2 separate regions of the Rattus norvegicus genome follow, and region 1 is linked to region 2. Evidence: chromatin contacts called from public Hi-C data. All regions are on one chromosome and are shown on one strand. The core of a region is the stretch at or near the end of the contact, and the rest is flanking DNA. Distances in the headings are between cores, read along the strand shown.

Region 1 (4,409 bases), core at 1,758-4,257, 160 kb after region 2:
CACCACCACCACCACCACCAAAGCACAACGACTTTCAGGATTTGGGAGGGGAGAGGGAGGGCTATATAATCTTAGTTTTAAAGCAGCTACTGAGCCCATAAACACTTAGCACTCTCATTCACAACTGATATGGGAATACCAGAAGCTGACAGCATCCTGCCTTGAGCCACATAGAGAAGCGAATGCAGCTGAGCTCATTCAAGTCCGCTTTAAATCAGGACCTGTTGGGCTGGAGAGATGGCTCAGCGGTTAAGAGCACTGACTGCTCTCCCAGAGGTCATGAGTTCAATTCCCAGCAACCACATGGTGGCTCACAACCATCTGTAATGAGATCTGGTGCCCTCTTCTGGCCTGCAGTCACATAAGCAGACAGAATGCTGTACATAAAAATAAATGAATAAATCTTTAAAAAAAAAAAAAAAAAAAAAAAAAAAAGGACCTGTTCCTGATTCACTTCCACTCCTGCAAGACCCCCGTCTAAATTCCCACCTCCAAATATGTCTATGCACAATGAAACTACTTGGGGTAGGTTTGGTGGAGTTTCTCCCCCCCTCCCTTTTTTTTTAAAATTGTGTATACTTTGGCCTGTATGTATCCTAACTGCCTGCCTGAGGTCCATGGAGGCCAGAAGGGTCTCTAGATCTCCTGTAACTGGAGTTACAGATGGTTGTAAGCTGCATGTAGGTGCTGGGAACAGAACTCCAGTCCTCTCTAAGAGCAGGAAGTGCTCTTAACTACTATGGTTAAACAGTGAGCTGTGAAGAATCTCTAAGTCCACTGAGCCTGACCATCCAAGTTCACTGTCATGACAGTAAATCTTCAATCCACTACAAGACACATGCTAGTGGTTTTAGTATCACAAAGAATGCTTCCATTTCTCTTAGCACTTTTCAAGAAACTTGGCCTGACTTTGGGGGCGTCCTGAAATCCAAAAATATCTTCAGTCCTTCTCCATACATTCAATTCAAATCTCAAAGGGTTGTCTACTCTACCACACAGCACACTATGCCTTCACAAGCTCGGAGCACACTTGAGGCAAAACCGAAGGGATGTTTACAACATGGTATGTACTCTCCACACGCAGGCTAAGAAAACAACCAACCATGATGCTCTGTGGTTTTTGTTTCTAGTGCCAGAGCATGTGACCAGGCCAGGTAAAGGACGCCGGAGTCTTGGCTGATGTGTTGAGCAGCCACATTGATGCCTGAGATTAAAGATGCTGCACCGAGCAGACTGCAGAGATCGCTTTCTGGCTCTTACTCTGAGGTTTTGCAGCTGCTGGAGCAGAAGCAACAGTAAGCAGGAAGTGCTACATTGTAGCGGCTATGCAGTCCGTCTGGGGTCAGGCATGTTGCACCTGTGTGACCTGGTTAGGCCTCAGTTTCCTTAACTGCCAAGTGCAAATAATAAAGCACTTGCCTGTCTTATTTAGGTGAGCGAAGAGGCAATCTAATCACAGCAGCTTACCGCTGTGTCTAGCAGACACAGGTCCCAATTTATCGTTCATCTCATTTTACCTCTGACATTAGTTTAAGGGCTCAGGAATGGGAACAATAGAACTAAGGTGCAAATCACCACGCTCTGCCGGCTTCAACGATTTTATGGAGGTTCGTTAATCTCAAGTTGTTTGCCACGGGATCCTGGGGCAGTGCGATTCTTAGGGGCACTCTGGGGGTAATATATTTAATACAAGTAAATTACACAATACAAAGGAAACAAATGATCTAGAAGAGTCTTTACTAAAATGCATTACTGACAAAGTAGCGAAAATAGTTTGGGGGGTGTTGAGACAGAGTTTCTCTGTGTAACAGCTCTGGCTGTCCTGCAACTCTCCTTGTAGATCAGGCTTTCCCCAGAACTCATGGGGATCCTCCTGCCTCTGCCTTCTGAGTGCTGGGATTAAAGGCGAGTTCTGGGATTAAAGGCGTGGGCAACCATATCCTGCTAAAATAGCATATTTTTATTACTAGCCAAGGAAGACAAACGGCTCCTTAATTTGAAGCGATGGGAAACGTTAGGGATTGAAGGCATTGCAGTCACTGTGATGTTACGAAAATCTACAGGTTCTGTTTATGCTAAAAGCTAAACGTTACTTTTTGGTTAGCATTTAGCAAAAGGTTTTATAAAGATGCAACTTCTGTTCCCCATTCCTTTGTTCCCTTAGGAACCCCTTCCTTCCAACACCCAATAAAATGGAGACACCATTAAGCCAGTTTGAAAGGATTAAACTTGTTTTTAAAGTAAAACGCACTTAGGGGGTTTTCTATTTAGAGAAGTTCCTTCCTAGAAAGTTTTATCTCTTAGAAAAATTCAAGTTATATCTACTCAGTCTCTAACGTTTACAAATCTACTGCCCTCCATGATCTTCAGACCTAAAATTAGTTCAGCTCAGCGTCCAGATAGGTCACCAAATCACTATCCCGAATCAAGTATTAGACTAAAGAGCCTTTCCATAATTGTAAACCTGTCAGCAGCCACACTGCCTTCTGGCGAAAGAAAGTTTTGAAAAGATACGGCGGCCCCGTTTTCCCTGACTACCAACAGCTGTAGAGACCAAAGCCGGATGAAACCCAACACCCTGAATCTTGGGGCAATCACCGGTGCGCGGTCAAATTTTAAGGTTCCTTCTTAAACCTGCAAACCCCAGAGAAGGCAGGACTCGGCCCTTGCTGTACAGGGCGCTCCCCTGACAGCAACTGCGGGTCATTAGCCAGACTCCCCTTCACCAACCCGTCGCATTCCGGCCTTTGCCTACTCAGCAGATTCACTCCGACTGTGCCGTTTTATGTGGAATCGTACATTCTAGCAGGGAAAAAAATCTTCATTGCTCACCAGGCAAATTTCCCTCTCTCTCCAGGGCGAATTTTAGTTTCCATTAAGTGCGCTTCCAAACTTCTGACGACGCCAAATGGCCAACTAGGAGAGCCGGATGAGAGTGCACAGGGCACGCCAATGAAAATCCAGGCTCCGGCAGACCCGAGAAACCAACTTCACTTCCCGAAAATAACAGTTCTTCGGGTCAGAAACGGGATCTTTAACCTCAACTTTCCGGGCGGTCCCTTTGCACCCGGTGCAGACACTGTTTTCTGCCCGACACTCCGGGGATGAGATAGCAGCGATCCAGCGGCTTCCTGCGGTCCCCGCCCCCCGACGTCTCCTCACTCCCACCCGCGCCGCCCCTGCCCCGGCCCCGTGGCCACTCTCGGGTCCCTGACGCCCCCTGCGCAAGCCTCACCTGGAGTGGGCTGCCATGGCTCGGCTCACACTGCCTGGCGTCCCAAGTCCATCAGCGCGCTCGCCCCGCGGGCTCCCACCACCAGCTCTGGGTTCAGCATCGGCCCCAGCCGTCGGCGATACTGCCGGGCAGACGCAGCGCTCTCTGCCGCCGCGTCCTCAGCTCTGCGTCCTCAGCACCGCCTCCGCCCCCCCCCCCCCCCGAGCCTCAGCTCGCGCCGAGCCTGACGGACATCCGGGCACCGGGGGCCGCCGGGCGAGCCGCACCTCCCTAGAGCCCGGGGAGCAGCGCTCCCCGTCGCCCTGGGGCACTCTCGGGTCACCAGAGACCGAGCGGTGCGTGGGCGCCACCCGCGGCGGGGTCCCCACTCCCGGTTCGCCCGCACTTCGAGGGCGATGAGCGCGGCGCTCGGCTCCCCTCGAGTGCTCGAGCTTGCCGGGACCCCCCCGCGGGCTCCGCGGTGGTACGGCCCGCCTCCTTTTAAGGGCAGCGCGCTTGGCCGCCACTACCTCCGGCTCCGCCGGGTGGAAACGCGCGCTGCAGAGACCCCAGAGCTCGGGCTGGGACCTCGGGGTCCCGCTGCCGTGGGGGTGTGCCGGGAGTGGGAGCACTCGATCACGGCCCTCGCTGCTTCTGGCCGCCCCCGCGGGGCTTGCCCTCGGAAACATCGGAGATCCGCAAGCAACCCTTCTTCAACTTTGCTTTCAGTTTTGAAAGTGCCCAGAAACAAGTGTTTATACAACGACTTCCCTCTTGGGGCAATATGCGGATTACACAGAAGACAGCCATTCAGGGAAGTCCGCTAATAAATTAAAAGAATTGCTTCCCTCCCCAAACAAAAACCATGATGCAAACCAACGTAAACGCTCGAAAGCACAATCGAAAATTGCGTCAACTCAGACACAGGAAAGACACCAGGCTTTGCCTGGGAAGCGGCTAGAACGACGGTGGGCCGAAAGGCAGGGAGAAGACTTAACTTGGGCATTCAGGACCAGCCTGCTGATGAAAGGACACTTCCTTGGTGCGCTCCGGGTTCGACCAGGGACTCACCGCATTATATTGTTCATGTAACTGATAGCCCAGTTCCTAAAGACTGCAAGGTTCCGCACTAACTGCAATGTAAGGTCTCCAGACTCCTGGGAGGGCCTCTCAGAGGTTAGAACCACTTACATAA
Region 2 (4,189 bases), core at 1,479-3,978:
TAGAAATCCAGCCGCCTCTGCTTCCTGAGACGGAGTGTGGCTGAGTGACAGGGAAGCTATCTGGTGTAAGCTGGTGTGGGAGCTCCATCTCCAGCACTTGGATCAAAACAAATGAAGGAAGGTGAAGAATAAACCAAGGCTGCAGGCTGGCTCGGCGAGTAAAGGCACTAGCAGTGCAAGCCTGGAGCTGAGGTTGATCCTGGTCTCACTGTGGAAGAAGAAGACTGTCTCCAAACGGTTGTCTTCAGACCTCCACATGGTCACCATGGCATACATCACCCCAACCCCCCCCCACACACATCACATATAAATACTACTACTACCACTAATAATAATAATAATAATAATAATAATAATAATAATAATAATAGCAATAAATGTTATGTAACGATATCATGAAAGCAAAGAAGAAAATCCTGCCACCCAGAAGTCATATCAGGCCTTAGATGCATGATAAAAGCAAGCCAAGGAAGAAAGGGTTTGCTTGGGTTTACAGTTCCAAGGTGGTCCTTCATGAGCAGGGAAGTCATGCGGGCAGGGGCATGACGGACGCCATGTTTCACATTCAGGAAGCAGAGGTTAACGGATGCCAGTGTTCTGTCCGTTTCCTATTTTATTCCGTCTAGGACCATCACCCACGGAATGATGCGGCCATATTGTGTGTCTCCCCCTTCAGTTAACACAGCCTAGAAGGCTCTTCACAGACGCCGAGGGGCGTATCTTTTTGATGATTCTAGATTCTATAGGGATGGCATCCCACATTGACATCATCATGTTCGCATACATCTCTGCAACGATCCCGGTTAATGTACCAGAGTTGTCACACGTCCATAAGGAGCCCTTTGCGGTGGAAGGCTGGCTCAGAACAGCAGCAGCTCCCTTAGGTTTTCCAGGAAGCAAACCCGTGGTGAGGACTACAGAGCTTTTCTTTGGGAAGAGATCAACGGAAAGAATAGAGAAAGAAACACCGAGTATCGTTAGCGATTGCTTGGTCATTCAAAGTCTGCTCAGGACACTGGATTTGGTCTCTTGACAAACTCTGGAAAACAGCCTAGAAAGAACCTGGAAGTCACCGCTTCCAACAGCAAGTGAGGGGCGGTGACTCTTAGTCAACAGCTCCCTTCGCCCACGGGTTGAAAGTGGTTTTGGCTTGGGAAACCAGAGACACTTCCCAGCATTCCTTGCCTCTTTTATTTGTAAGCTAGTTTGGCAGTCAGAAAAACCCTTAGGTAGAGTTGCGATCCCTGCTGACCCACCAGAGTTTAATTTCACCTTCAGTGATCCACCCGCGCCCCTGGGTTTCAGGAATGCATTTAGGACGGCATACAGATTCTAACAAGCCCGCTTGTTCTTTCTAAGTACTGGTTTAAAATGATTCCCCCATAATTTTGTAGAAGTCTATCCAGAACAGGTAGGGAGCAGGGATTAAAGAGGGTGCAGGGGAGGGATTAGAACAATTACAATTGAGTTTAACAGGCTTGGAGCAACAGTTAGTGTATGGAAATAGAAAATACGCTTAACTCTTAAATTGTGGCCCCTGGATCTTAAACCTAAATAAACTACTTTGTTCAACCGACATTCTAGAGAACAAGAGATTTCTTAGATGAATGAATTTACAGAGGCATTGATGATGCTGGCCAGGAAAGGGAGTTGGAGAATGAGGAGGGAGATCCTGTAACCAAATCCCAGAAACAAGGCACGGGGTAGCAGTTGGAAAACATCTGTGGATCTCAAAGATCAAGTGTTTTATAAAGCAAATGTGGGACAGGCAAGTGTACATTGTTTACCCCTAGGCGTGTTGCCGGTCTGCACCTCTTTTAGGAGGAGGGTGGATGTAAGCGGAAATAGTCCCACCTTTTAGATTGGGGCTGCAAGCCAGGTGGTAGCATCTAGAGGAACAAGACAGGATTTTAATTAAGGCTTTACACACATTAAAGAATAGCAATTCTTAATTGTGATTTCCCCCCAGCCCGTAGCTTGCAACTGACTACCCACTCCTCAAATTCCTGTGTGATTACAATTAGGATATCTCAGAAAAACATGTCCCCACTAATGTGCACACGCAGACACGTGTAAGTGGCAGTAAGGGATGCAGTCTCTAATTGAGGATGCCTTACCCACAGATCCAACGGTGTACCAAAACAATTCGGAAAAATGGGCTGGGGTGATGGCTTAGTTGGTAAAGTGTGGCACCCAGCACCCGCACTGAAAAGCTAGGAAAAGCAGCATCTCCCTGTTATCCCAGCACTGGGGAGACAGAGGCAGGAGGGGTTCTAGCCAAATCAGCAAGCTCCACACTCAATCTCCAACGTTAAAGGGGAAACAATGAAGGAAGACAGCCGTACCAACTTCTGACCTCCCTATGCAACCTTCCTCCCTCACCCCTGCATGCACACACCTCAGAAAAAAACTTTAACAACTTCCGAAGATCAGAGCTTGATCTTCACCGCACTGCATGCCGGACACCGCGATGAATCCACAACAGTGACGTAATGTTCAGATAGAATCATCTGTTGCTTCCTGTATTTCACCAATCCCCAAGCCCTCTGAACTTACTTTTCTTATTTCTGAAGCCATACAACAACAGGGAGACTACTGTTTGCGTGCCGTTTACATTGTGTTAGAGTTTATAACAGTTTCGGGACAGTGTACAGGTGCATGCCTGGGTTCTATGCAAATTTTATAGCATTTTATCCTGACTCTCAGGCATTGGTGGGGTTTGGTATACAAAGTCTTCTTGGAACAAATCTGTGCAGAAAGCATGTGGTACAATATCCACGGATGTGAGACCTACAAACATGTTCACCCAGGAGAGCGCTGTTCCTTGTTTTAAAGTGGGTCATCAGCTGACCCCTGCACCAACCCACAGAATTATGTGACAGTTGGAAAAGAAGGCAGGCGTTCTAAGTGATTAGCCCAACATGAGGAAAGTGTTATAGCGGCTGCCCTGCGACACTTCTCCAGATCCACCCAGACCTTCCTCCAGCTTGCTTAATACAGGGAGAGCTGAAACTTTTGTAGCAAAGTAACAGATTTACCCCTCCTCCTCCTCTGGCAGCTGAGAGCTCTCCTTGAGGGAGAAATGAGTCACCTGGGGATATCGTGGGAAGGGGAAAGGAGAGCGAAGGGTTTCTGTTCTAACCTCCTCCTTGCACAGGGCCACCAAAAGCCAAATCCTTAGTGCTGGTCAGGAAGTTCCCTGCAGAGTGTTTGCTATTTCTCTTTTAGCTTCCCCTAGAATCCATCCACGTCTTTATCAACATCGCAGATTCACCTGAGTGTGGGATGAGTTTCCTAACAGCACCCTGGGAAAGTGAGCTCAGGCTGTAAGAGAATCCTGAGACAGCTGCAGAGCCAGAGGGGAAAGATTGGGTTGCAAAAGAGGGTGTGATGGTGTCGAATGGACACTTATTTACAAGACAGGTTTGTTTTTTTTTTTTTTCCCTAAAGAAAAATAACATCTTGAGCTGGGTGTAGTGCGTGTACCTTTAATCCCAGAGCTTGGGAAATGAAGTAAGAGGATCAGGATTCAAGGTTATCCTCGGCTACATAGTGAGTTTGAAGCCAGCCTGGGCTACGTGAGACCCTGCTTTAAAAACAATTTAAAAGGAAAATGAAAGAAGAAAACATAGTATTTCAGATTAGAGGAGGATGTTCCAAGGAAAGTTTTTTAACATCCTTGCTGGAATAGACTCGGGGGTCATAGCTTGGTAGAGTGCTTATCTACCAAGTACAGGACCCTGGGTTCAGTTTCCACACACACACACACACGCACGCATGCACGCACGCATGCATGCATATGCACACACATGTGCACACACATGCTCATGCACATGCATACACATACACCCATGCATATTCACACGTGCAAACACAGATACTCGAATATGTACAAGTACACACATACTCAAACACACATGTGTACCCACAAGCATATGCATGCACACGTGCATATGCGCACAGTCCCGGGGTGTCTTGGTGTGTAAATGGCTGCTTGCCTAGGGCTTGTGGCAAGGGTGATCACTTATTTCCTGCCAGAGCTCTCCCTGACCTCGTCCATTCTCAGCTTGACAAGTGGTATGCAGTACCTCAACCGTCCAGGCACACATGCAGTCACTGGCGGTGCTTGTATAACTCAAGCCTCAGCTAATGGCTAAGGGAGCAACTGGAACCTTTCAAATAGGCTGAA

What was found. A called contact is a pair of places that touch in the nucleus more often than the background predicts.
Region 1: a Hi-C map of mammary epithelial cells shows a contact between it and region 2, with 2.0 times the contacts expected there. The contact joins the promoter of Aff1 here to the enhancer-like site in region 2. A contact is called at or near these places in 2 of 12 Hi-C or Micro-C datasets (Schwann cells and mammary epithelial cells).

Annotation. Positions count from the first base shown.
Region 1 is chr14:6,265,606-6,270,014 of GRCr8, forward strand. Aff1 (ALF transcription elongation factor 1) reads right to left here and starts at 3,008. Exons shown (of 20, transcript NM_001107206.1): 1 at 2,833-3,008. The coding sequence starts at 2,876.
Region 2 is chr14:6,102,118-6,106,306 of GRCr8, forward strand. No RefSeq gene overlaps it. Among named protein-coding and RNA genes, the nearest start is that of Klhl8, 8.3 kb to the right of the region's middle. Within about 2 kb of position 2,729, at least 3 of the 93 cell types and tissues checked have an H3K27ac peak or open chromatin away from gene starts, as enhancers often do.